Linked DNA regions of Astyanax mexicanus: region 1 is linked to region 2. A link is a contact called in public Hi-C data. All regions are on one chromosome and are shown on one strand. The core of a region is the stretch at or near the end of the contact, and the rest is flanking DNA. Distances in the headings are between cores, read along the strand shown.

Evidence for each region. Hi-C and Micro-C count contacts between places; a contact is called where the count stands out from the background.
Region 1: a Hi-C map of muscle shows a contact between it and region 2, with 9 times the contacts expected there. The contact joins the promoter of serf2a here to the promoter of pex11a in region 2. A contact is called at or near these places in 2 of 3 Hi-C or Micro-C datasets (both in muscle).

The regions. Positions count from the first base shown.
Region 1 is chr9:28,492,620-28,498,418 of AstMex3_surface, reverse strand. It overlaps serf2a (small EDRK-rich factor 2a), which reads right to left and starts at 4,055. Exons shown (of 3, transcript XM_007254484.4): 1 at 3,919-4,055; 2 at 2,379-2,487; 3 at 1,201-1,638. The coding sequence starts at 3,925. The coding sequence ends at 1,572.
Region 2 is chr9:28,356,268-28,361,445 of AstMex3_surface, reverse strand. It overlaps pex11a (peroxisomal biogenesis factor 11 alpha), which reads right to left and starts at 2,530. Exons shown (of 3, transcript XM_007254477.4): 1 at 1,983-2,530; 2 at 1,110-1,225; 3 at 1-335. The coding sequence starts at 2,038.

The DNA.
Region 1 (5,799 bases), core at 2,806-5,305, 140 kb before region 2:
ATTGTGTAGTGCTTTGGAATTAAACCTGTCCACACTGGACCAGTCTAACTATAGACTTTCATTTTTAACAATCAGCAGAACACCTGATTCCACTTGTTTAATCAGATGGCAATACAAATGGTGATGTGGGATTGGCTGCAATGAAAACCTGCAGGAAAGCATAATCTTAAAAGTATTTAAAATATTTAGATTTTTATCCCATTTGTTTGGATAAAAATCCCCAAAAATTGGTTGACTAACATAGTGCATGTTTCTCTACTGGCCTAACCCTATTAACTAAGCTATAGCAGTATAATTGAACTCATGCTTCTCAGCATAGGTTATGATGTCACCTGGGCCAGCATTTTAACCACCTTTAACCTTTAACAGCCACAAGTAAAACTTGGCCTTAAGCTGGGTTGTTCTTGCAGGGACTCCGGGACAATGTTTGCATAGAAGTTTCTGTTTACAGTAAATAACACCTTCCCTTCCTAGAAAAGTTCCACATGGAAAGTGTGCATGTGCTCCATAATGTATTTAACTGCCAGATTCCCAGCAGATACAAATGAAGTGCACTAACCATCACCTAGACTAGCAAAGTAAACTTAATTTTTACATTTCTGGGGACAGTTGTGGTTTTCCCTGCTTTAACACACCCCGACAGGCTGAAGGGGCCTGTTAATGAGCTGATTGGTAGAATTGTGTGGTGTTAGACAACAAATGTGTAAGACAGGGTGTTTTTAGTAGAAACACTGAAGGAACCTGGTTTATGTAGTTGAAACTAGACAGTTAATCACAGTAGTGGTAAGTGTTCAAAACACAAATTGACCATAATCAAATACCAGTAAGTAATTACAGCCTTAAGCATGCCAGACCTTTAACCATTCTGTCAACACTACAGTTACATTTTAATTATGTGCTCATTGTAAAATTAATTTTGAAAGATTTGTGCAAGGGCTAATCTGCAGAACCACAGGTTTAGATTAAAAAAAAAAAACACCATCCGAACAAGTTTATCTACAGATATCAATACCCAATTCATAATTCTATATAGCACTGCAGGCCACATTATTCAACCACTCATACTGAGTTCAAAGAGGATAAACAAAGTTTCCATTTAGAAGAAGCACCAAACAGGTTTAACTGGCATCCAAATGTGTCTCAAGCTGACATCTTTGTATCACTAACAGTATACCGTATACTCAAAAACCAAAAACAAACTTGTCTGAGCTTAAGAGCTAAAATTTATTCAGTAACTTTGAGTAAAGGTGAAGGGGGATGGGGTATAAAAAATACAAGATTGTGGTTCTGAGCAGTCTGTAATTCTTGCTTTTTTTACATTGTAAATACTGATCAAGAAAAGTGAGACTTGCACGCTGCGGAGAAGCAAAGAACCCAATTCTCATTCGAAATGATTCGTCTTTCTAAAGCTATACAATATAAAATGTCCTGAAAGAAAGCATACATAAACATTTTGTAGGCTGGAAACTAGAACACAAAAAAAGAATCCCAATGGAGCCTAATAACACCAATGACAACATTTACTGGAGGATCATATTTGTATGAAGGGCTTCCTTCTGGTTCTTCGGAGGCTACTTGGATTTTGTGTCAGATTTTTCATTGGACTTCTTTTGTTTCTGTTGCATTATCTCAGCATCCCTAGAAAATGAAAGAGGAAGAGGAAAATTAATAAGAAGCAAATAAATTAGTCAAGCAGAAAAAACACTGAATGTAGTGTTAGCCACTAAACAACCTTCCTATATGAATATAATGTCTTAATGACCGGTTTTTAATAGTTGGTTTGATGCACTTCATTTCATTCATATAAAAATCCCTCACTGGGCCAAAATACCTAAACGGATTTTGCCAATTACAGTGACAGAAATCAGTATAATGTTTTTGCATTAACACACATGCTATATAGTATACATTGGTCTTACTGTCAACAAGAGTAAGAGTAATTTATACCACAGTTTCAATGTATAAATATTCATCTTTTCAATTTCAATAATATGCAAATTTGAGTATGTTAAATTACTCTATTGTCATTGTCATGGTCTTGACACCAACAATTGTGTGTATTTCACTTATTTCTTGGGCAAATATTTTGTCCAAAAAATTGATTATTAACACCGGCCTGTCTTTAAACATTAAATGTCAAAATAAAATACAAAAATATTTGAAGAAATGAATTAAAATATAAATACACTTGAGAAGACATAATTTTCTAGAACTTTCTTCACCATCACCACCCAGCTAGATACACACTGAGTCTTTGTAACACTTCTGCTGGATAAACTAGTTGTAAAATCGTTTTTGTATGGTTAACTAATTAAGTTCCCTTGTGAACTTAACAGGAGTTGAAGTTGGTAGCTACATGTTACGTAATGTTACTGTACCTCTGCTTCCTGGCAGCAGCAGACAAACCATCCTCATTTCTTTTGCCCTTGGACTGGTCAGTTTGCTTTTTGGCATTTTTCTGGCGGGCAAGCTCACGCTGATTTCCCCCTAAAATATAATATAGGAGCTCAATATAAACATCAGAGGTAGCAAGCGTTTGCTAATTTACTGACAAAAGGTCTATGTTCCAGCTTCGCTAGGTTTAAAGGGTTAACCCTCTATGGCATGAATAATGTTTTTCGGGAAGATTGGATTGAATCAGGTGGTTTAGAGCAAGGAAGCCCCCCTAAAAAAAACATGCGAGGTAGTGTTCTGTCGAGTTATGCTACCCATCGATACGTGCTTCCTAAAAGGCACTGCGTACGCGCTGACCTAAACTTTATAATTATTTCTCGTGTTTTCTGATTTTTGTGCATTAAACAACCCGGTCTCAATTATTGCACAACAGTGTAAACTAAATTAATAATAAATATTATTGAAAAAAAAAAAACCAGTTTGTGGTTTATACTATCCAAATATACTGACTCTACAATGGCTACATCTACTGGAATTTTTACTGGGAACATACTCTATCATGGTGCTTGTTTCTTATTTTTACAGTTGCAAATACACTAGGGTAGCACGGTTTGAGAAAGTAGCACAATTTGACAGTAAGAATATAATAAGAATACAAACCGCCAAATATACTTCTATACATATTACTGAAGATTTACATATTTTTATTTATGACCAACTTGCACACCTCATTGTATTTGACGCAGACATGCCATGTAACATTATAATAAATACAATCTTAGTAACTTAATAACTTAACTAAGTAATCTTAGTTAGCTAAGAGGGTTAAGTAAGTAGCTATGAAAATAAATATGGAGATGTAACGTTAAAACCAAACATTGTGTTTGTTGCCATAGAGGGTTAAACTTCAGAGCCCAAACAAATAACTTAGTTTTTACAGAGCATTAAACTCCACCACAGGAGAAACCGCAGGATTTTCATAGTCGTAAATTTGATGATTTAAACACTAATTTACATGGTAGGTTAGTTAACCTAGTTATCGTCTAGCTAGGAAGCTAATTCACAGTGAATACACTGGGCGTCTCCGCGCTATAGCCAAAAAAAACAAATTTAGCTAAAGATAGTTAACGTTAGCTAGTTCCACTGCTAGCTCGCTGGAGAACACGTCACCACGTACTTTGTACTGAACTGACGGAAGATAAATCACCAAAACATCACAATCCTGCGGGTCTACGCCCTTCACACATCCGCTACTGTCACTGTACACAATCAGACTGCTCTTATTCATCGAATTCACCATCTCCCTGCAGTCGCTCACTATATTCTTTCAAGATAAATCACTGGTAAACACAGCTAGGCTACGCTAAGCTAGGCTAGGCTAGGCTATGTTGTTACAGCCCGTCAGCAGCAGCAGGCCGCGTATACCCCGCAGGCCGCTCTCGGACTTCACTCAGAACACAAAACAGCCCTAAAACACGAGCCCCGCTCGGTTCACACAGCGCTTCCTTCACAGCCCGAACTTACTCGTCATTGTATCGCTTCCTCTCGTTTCCAGATAAGCTCACCCAAAGGGCCGCTTTCTTTTCTTCTCCCCACCGAGAACCGTTCGCTTTCCAGTCGCTCGTCTCTTCTAGGGACTGACAACGCAGCAGCCCCTAGCGTCAAATATGCAAGAAATGCCAAACGTGATTGGATCAAACACGTCAACGTCACTGCAAAACCTGCTCTCATTGGACGGCGACTGTGCTGGAAGAACTCTGATTGGTCCGTTAGGTTGTTCCTCTGAATCGGGTCTGAATCTGTACTGTGAAGTTCAAATCAGTTCACTAGACCGATTATCTTCTTTAGCAATTCATTGATTCAACAATTGATTGTGATTCTTATGTCCATAAATCTTTATGTATGTATTTGGTTCAGTAATTGATATTGAGTCTGATTATTATCACTTATTAAAGTTTTTAGTACAATAAAAGTCAATAAACTTTGTTCCTTCAGTAAATATTCAGTCGGACTTGCAAAGTGAGTCTAAATAAGTTAATTCTCAGAATCATTTGAAAAACGATTCGCTCCTGAGTCAGACAGTCAGACATCAGTATGAACTACCAGCTGGTCGTGTGCAGCCTATGGGATCACGGCGTGGTTTGGTTGCTCTCTAGAATGTTCTAAAGAGGTTGAAAATAAAATAGACAATATAATACATTTAATTCGTTTGAGATTTTTGTATATTTGAATGTTCCGACTCATTTTTAAATTCTGTGGTGAAAGAGAGAAATTATAAATGCTGACACCAATTTATCACAGTGTTACACAATATTTATTTATTTATTTATTTTCTAAGCTATAGGCCAAAGTCCAAAGCAATTGACTAATAAAATGTCTGACTCATGATATGGCTAAAACAAAATGACAAGTTGAGTTAAGCTTACAGGTGTGACTCTTTCACTGGTTTTGTTAAATTTATTTACACTGTTATATGTGATCTATCTATCTCTTTTAAAAATATATATTTTTTGTACTATTTATTGGTATATGTTTGAGTAAAATGAACATAAACTACTGACTTTTCTCCCAAATTCCAAAAATACCTTAATGTATTTTAATGTAATCAAGAGGAAGCCAGACGGTTACAAGCCATCAAAGTTGGGGACCCAAAAGCAGTGTGCAAGACTGGTGGTGGAAAGCATGCCAAGACACACGAAACCTTCACCAAATATTGGTTTCTGAAATCTTCCTGAGTTGTTATTCAGGATTTAAATGTGTTATTTTCTGTTTTAAAACATGGCTGTTTTTAAAACAGTTAGAGGCTAAAAGTCCAAGGCCAACTAACTAATAAAAGGTTTGACTCACATTATATACAAAACAGAAGAATTGCAACACTATACATTACACCTACCAAAGCTTTTATTACATCCTATTATAAATCAATAGGTATTGACATGGGGTTAGGTTCTACACGATATTGGAGTGTATTGCTAAGACATTTTGTCCATTCATCCAGAAGAGCCTTTGTGAGGTCAGATGGATGTTTTAGTTTGGTGTTCTATGGTTTCCTATGCCAGTCCAGTTTTTCCACACCAAACCCACCCAACCATACCTTTACAGACCACAGTAATGCTGCAATAGAAAAGGGTCTTCCCCAAACTTTCCAGAAGCTCTGGAAGCATTCAGTTGTTTTCGAAATGTCTGTGTATTCTGTAGTTTTAACCCAGCTAATATAATTTTTTTTTTTAATGTTTAACAATGTTTTTAAAAGGTTCCAGGAAGGTTGCCCTGTAGCAGGGCAGAAATAAAGTTCCACAAACTTTCTGAAAACGTGTTACTTAATAATGGTTTGCATCACAAAGTTTTTAGAATGTTTTTCCACATAACATTCCCAGCTAGACAATTTAAAAGGTTAACAGTAAC
Region 2 (5,178 bases), core at 1,281-3,780:
CACGTCAGGGCTCTCGTTGAGGTGCTGGTTGACTTTCTGCTGAAACTGCCTCTCCCGAGACCTCTGCACCATCAGCTGGGCGATCACATACACATCCCTAGTAAGATTCATCACTAAAGAAAAGAAGTAATACCGGTTGGCATTGAGGTTCCAGCGCTCCTTATCGATACCTTTGAGGAAGCCGAGACTCCTGGCCCAGAGAACATTGTCACAGATGAAATAAAGGGCGCGGTTAATGTTGGCCACGGTGAGGCAAAGACGCAACACAGGGTCAGACAGGTAGAGAGTTTTCTTGGCTGCATCGATGGAGTTCACGGTATTGCCAAGCCTGAAAACTGAACAGAAGAACATAGTTGGATTTTTTTTCTCATGATATATGAAAAATGCAATCTCATGAATATACTTAAATCATCAGTGGATCATAATTTGCCAGCTTAAAAACTAAGCTAAAGACCAGCTTTTGCTGTTGGATGAATTAAGCTGGTCTTTGATGGTCAAGGTAGTTGAAAAGTTGGTCATCCAGGTGGAAACGCTGCAGTTTTTAGAAACAGTAGAATTTACTCAGCTAAGTAAAGAAAAAATTACTGATGGCCAGCCAATCCGAAACATTTTAAAGAACTTTGAAAGTATCCTCAAGTGACCATCAAAAACACTATGATGAACCTGGCACTCATCAGGACCACCCCAGGAAAGGAAGACCAAGAGTTACCTCTGTTGTAGAGGATAAGTTAATCAGAGTTACAAGCCTTAGAAACTGCAAGTAAGCAACACCCCAGATAAGAGCAAATTGAGAGTATTTTGGTTTGTTTAACACTTTTAAGTTAATACATGATTCCTTATGTGTTCCCTCATTGTCTGGTTGACTTCAGAATTAATTTACAATGTAGGAAAAATAATAAAAACATGGAATGAGAAGGTGTGTCCAGACTTTTAACTGGTACTGGCTATATAATACTATTAGATTTAATATCCAATATCTGAAGTGAGAGTTTCTACTAGTAAAAACTGCAATACAGAAAACTGTCATTTGTGAGGTGAGCTCCAGGGTATGAATGTTCTGGAATTCTTTATTGTTGGAAGTTTTTTTTTTTCTGATGCACTGTACTTACGCTTCCGTCCGGAGCTCATATTTGACTCCAGACTCCGCAGTTTCTGCAGCAGCTCTTTTCTAGTTGAATCTTTGCGGAGCAGGTACTTTACCAGCACACAGGCATACTGGGTAGCCCTGAAAACAAGCCAACAAGTTTTATAAACTAAACAATATTAAAAATTTAAAACAATTAACCCTCTATGGCACAAATTATTGTTTTGGGAGGGAAAAAAAGCACTCCTTCTTTATGATTAACCAACGTGGTTTTCCTGTGCAAAGTCACATAAAAAATACTGTTTTAGTAAGTTTACAACAAGAATAAAAAAAAATATTAAGAATCCAAACAGACAAATAAACTGATTTACATATTCTTGCACATATTTTTGTGACACATTTGTACACCTAACTATAAATAAATAAGTAAGTTAGTAAGTAAAGTAAGAAAGTAAGTAAATATGTAAGTAAGTAAAGTAAGAAAGTAAGTAAGTAAATAAGTAAGTAAATAAGAAAGTAAGTAAATAAAAAAGTAAGTAAATAAGAAAGTAAGTAAATAAGAAAGTAAGTAAATAAACAAATAAATATGAAAATAATTAATTACATGAGAAAGAAAGTAAACAAAAACATAAATAGGAAAGTAAGTAAACAAGTAAATAAGAAAGTAAGTAAATAAGAAAGAAACTAAACAAGTAAATACATAAGTAAATAATGTAAGTAAATAAGAAAGTAAGTAAATACGTAAATAAGTAAGTAAATACGTAATTAAGTAAATAAATAAAAGGTATATAAAAAGAGTTAATAACTAAACATTTGTTTTGCCTGAGGGCAGCACTATGCCATAGAGGATTAAAGGACTGTGTAAAATATGTAATATTCAGTATGTTTCAGAACTCACCTGAAGATCCGGTCTCTTCCCTGGCTCTGGTTGGTGAATGTGATGAAGGACTCCATGTCTCGAGAGGTTCAGTCAGTGAGTGTAACGTTACTAGCTTTAGTCGGGTCAGGAGCTGGTGGTCTCGGTTATTGAACAGAGGAGGTTAAAGCTCTGCTCAGTTGAATCAGAATAGCTAACCTAAGCTAGCTGTGTAAAAGTTAGTAAAGGGGTGTGTTCATTCCCGTCTCGCTGGCAGTATAAACTGATCCAGGAGCAGCAGACTGGTGGTTATTTAGTTAGCTGGTGTGTAAAGTTCTCCTACAGCTCCATGTTCGGTTTAACCCAGTGTTTCTCTCAGCGCTGAGTTTTACCGCAGCTCCAAATCTGGTGAAAGTTCACGCAGCTCGCCGAGAAACACCGGAACAAACACACACCGGGTTCCAGCTCGCCTGATTTACCACGCCGCTACCTGCGTCTCCACAGCCATAAAGATAACAGAGAGATCCCCCAGTAAGATAACCTTTACACCAGTTCACCCTCACCCCGGCTCTACACTCAGTTTATTTAACCACAGGCTGAATCCTAAAGGAATAAGACATTTTTTTTAAATAAGTTAGCTCTTTTATTTGATTTCGTTCTGCAAACACACACATTCAGTTAATCATATTTATATATATAATTATAAAAGCTGTATTTTGTTGGGTGATTTCTGTATTTATGATAAATAATAGAAATTAAGTTTTAATAGTTTAAATCTAATCTATCAGTTCCTTAGGTATGAATTTCAGTTTCCGGACGGACGTTTTTAACCGGCGGTAAGGGTCTTGGGCACTTCCTGTATTTGTTGCTAGGGCAACTAACGCTAAATGCGAGGACACTCGCTAGCCCAGTGACTAACTGATAATTAGCATGGCTTTATAATAATAATAATTAATAATAATAATAATCAATAGTAACTATGGGTTTATTAGTAAAATGCAGATTATTTCTAACTACACGTATGGCCTATGAATGGACATGAGAGTAAAAATTACATGCGTAAAAAATCCTGTTGTAAAATGACTGACTCAATATTTTAAAAGGATGGCAGGGTCACCTGTGTTTTTTTAAATCAAATTCGTTATCTCGAATAAAAAAAAAATCTCTGGTGTTTTTTGCCAGCCGCATTTACTCGCTCGGGCCTTTAGATGGCACCATTCACTTTTATTTCTTTCTTAAAACTCGATCCCATTTTTTCTATTTTTTTAAAATAATTTTAAATACCAGCTAGTGAAAAATAATAGAGCTTCTCCTTTCAGCTTTTTGAGAAATGCATATTATACGTTTAATCATCATTTCATAATGTCAATGGTTTGGCCTAAATAGACAGTCTACGAGCCTTTGTATACAATTTACAGTAATATTTTCCTATTATTATTTCCTATCTGACAAACAGTTGCTACTGTTTGCTAGTAGTTTGCTTGGCTGTCCATTCCCCAAAAACATACTGTAGCTACCAGCTTACAAAAAAGATAGTTTTGCTTACAAAATAAAGCATAAACCAATCTGAATATGAAATATCACTTAAATGTCATTAATTTAGATGAAAATTGATCACAATACGATACAATATCATCATATTGTCCATCTCTACCACTGAGGCCTGAGATTTGTGTGTATTTCAGCTGTATAAAAGACACTGTTTTATAGCCCAGGGCCTATGTTAATAAAGCTTTTCAGATTGGGAGCATTGGATTATGGATCAGCAGTCCTACTTCGAGAAGCTTTATGAATGCAGAGGGCTAGGTCTTGAAAATGCCAGTGAGACCAGCAGCAGAATGTAAACAGCTTGAGGCAGTGTATCCCAGGAAGCACACTGCCTGTCAGCATGATGGGGAAAATGAATTCTGGAAACATCAGATGATCGTGGCGACGTCTGTGAAAGGTTTAATTGATCTTCATGGCCCAGCAACCTTCAGTTTGATGGCCAGAAAATTGGATTCTAGGTGGGTGCTTCTGCAAGAGGCATCATAAATTACATGCATAATAAATCTGAAAATGGAAGACTATATGAACTCTCAAAAAGAACACATCTGTAGGGATGTACAGTGTGTACTGACATGCCAACAGACACAAGCCAGAAATTGGCATTGTGTCCCATGACTTTTGCCACCTCCTATAGAAGCTAAATAATACTTGACTGAGCTTGACTTGTAAGATGTATGTGGGCTCTCCTGCATTGATTGGGCATATGATGAGATGGATCTGCCAGAATCACAGTTATTACCTCCCACTACACTGTCCACTGTGGGTGATAATGCCTTCTGTGATGTACCTCTGGTACACTAGGCCTGCAACGATTAATTGACATAATCAACATCATAAACTGTGAACAGAAATTCAGTAGTGGTCTTTAACGGCTGCTCACTCAGTTCACACTCAGCTCTGTCACCAGAAATGCCCAAACACAACAGATTATTTGATAAATATCAGAACATTACATATTTAAATGCTTCTCTGAGGCCATAGGCAAGATTCTAATAAAGGGCCCTCATGCCTCAAAAATGTTTGATGGAAATTTTTGAGGCTGATATAAAAATAAGTTAAATGTAGTTAAAATGATACAGCAGGAATCACCCATCACATCCACACCCTGTCTCTAAAATGCTTCTCACAGTGTACTGGTTTAAAAATTGCCACAGATTTAGTTTTCTGTTCCAGATTTACGCTATACAGGTCTGGAAAAAATAAGAGACCACTTAAAAATGATGAGTTTCTTTGATTTTACCAAATTGAAAGCCTCTGGAATATAATCAAGAGGAAGATGGATGATCACAAGCCGTGAATCCAAGCTGAACTGCTTGAATATTTGCACCAGGAGTGGCATAAAGTTATCCAAAAGCAGTGTGTAAGACTGGTGGTGGAGAACATGCCAAGATGAAAACTGTGATTAAAAACCAGGGTTATTCCACCGAATATTGAATTCTGATCTCTTAAAACTTTATGAATATGAACTTTTATTTCCTTTGCATTATTTGAGGTCTGAAAGCTCTGCATCTTGTTTGTTATTTCAGCCATTTCTCATTTTCTGCAAGTACATGCTTTAAATGATGGAAATAAAACAAGTTGTAGAGTTTGAATTTCACTCCTTCACTACTTAACTTGGAACAGAAAAATCAAATAAGCAGCTGGTTAATGAATGATGAAAGGAACAATGGTTAATGAATTTTGAAACCAC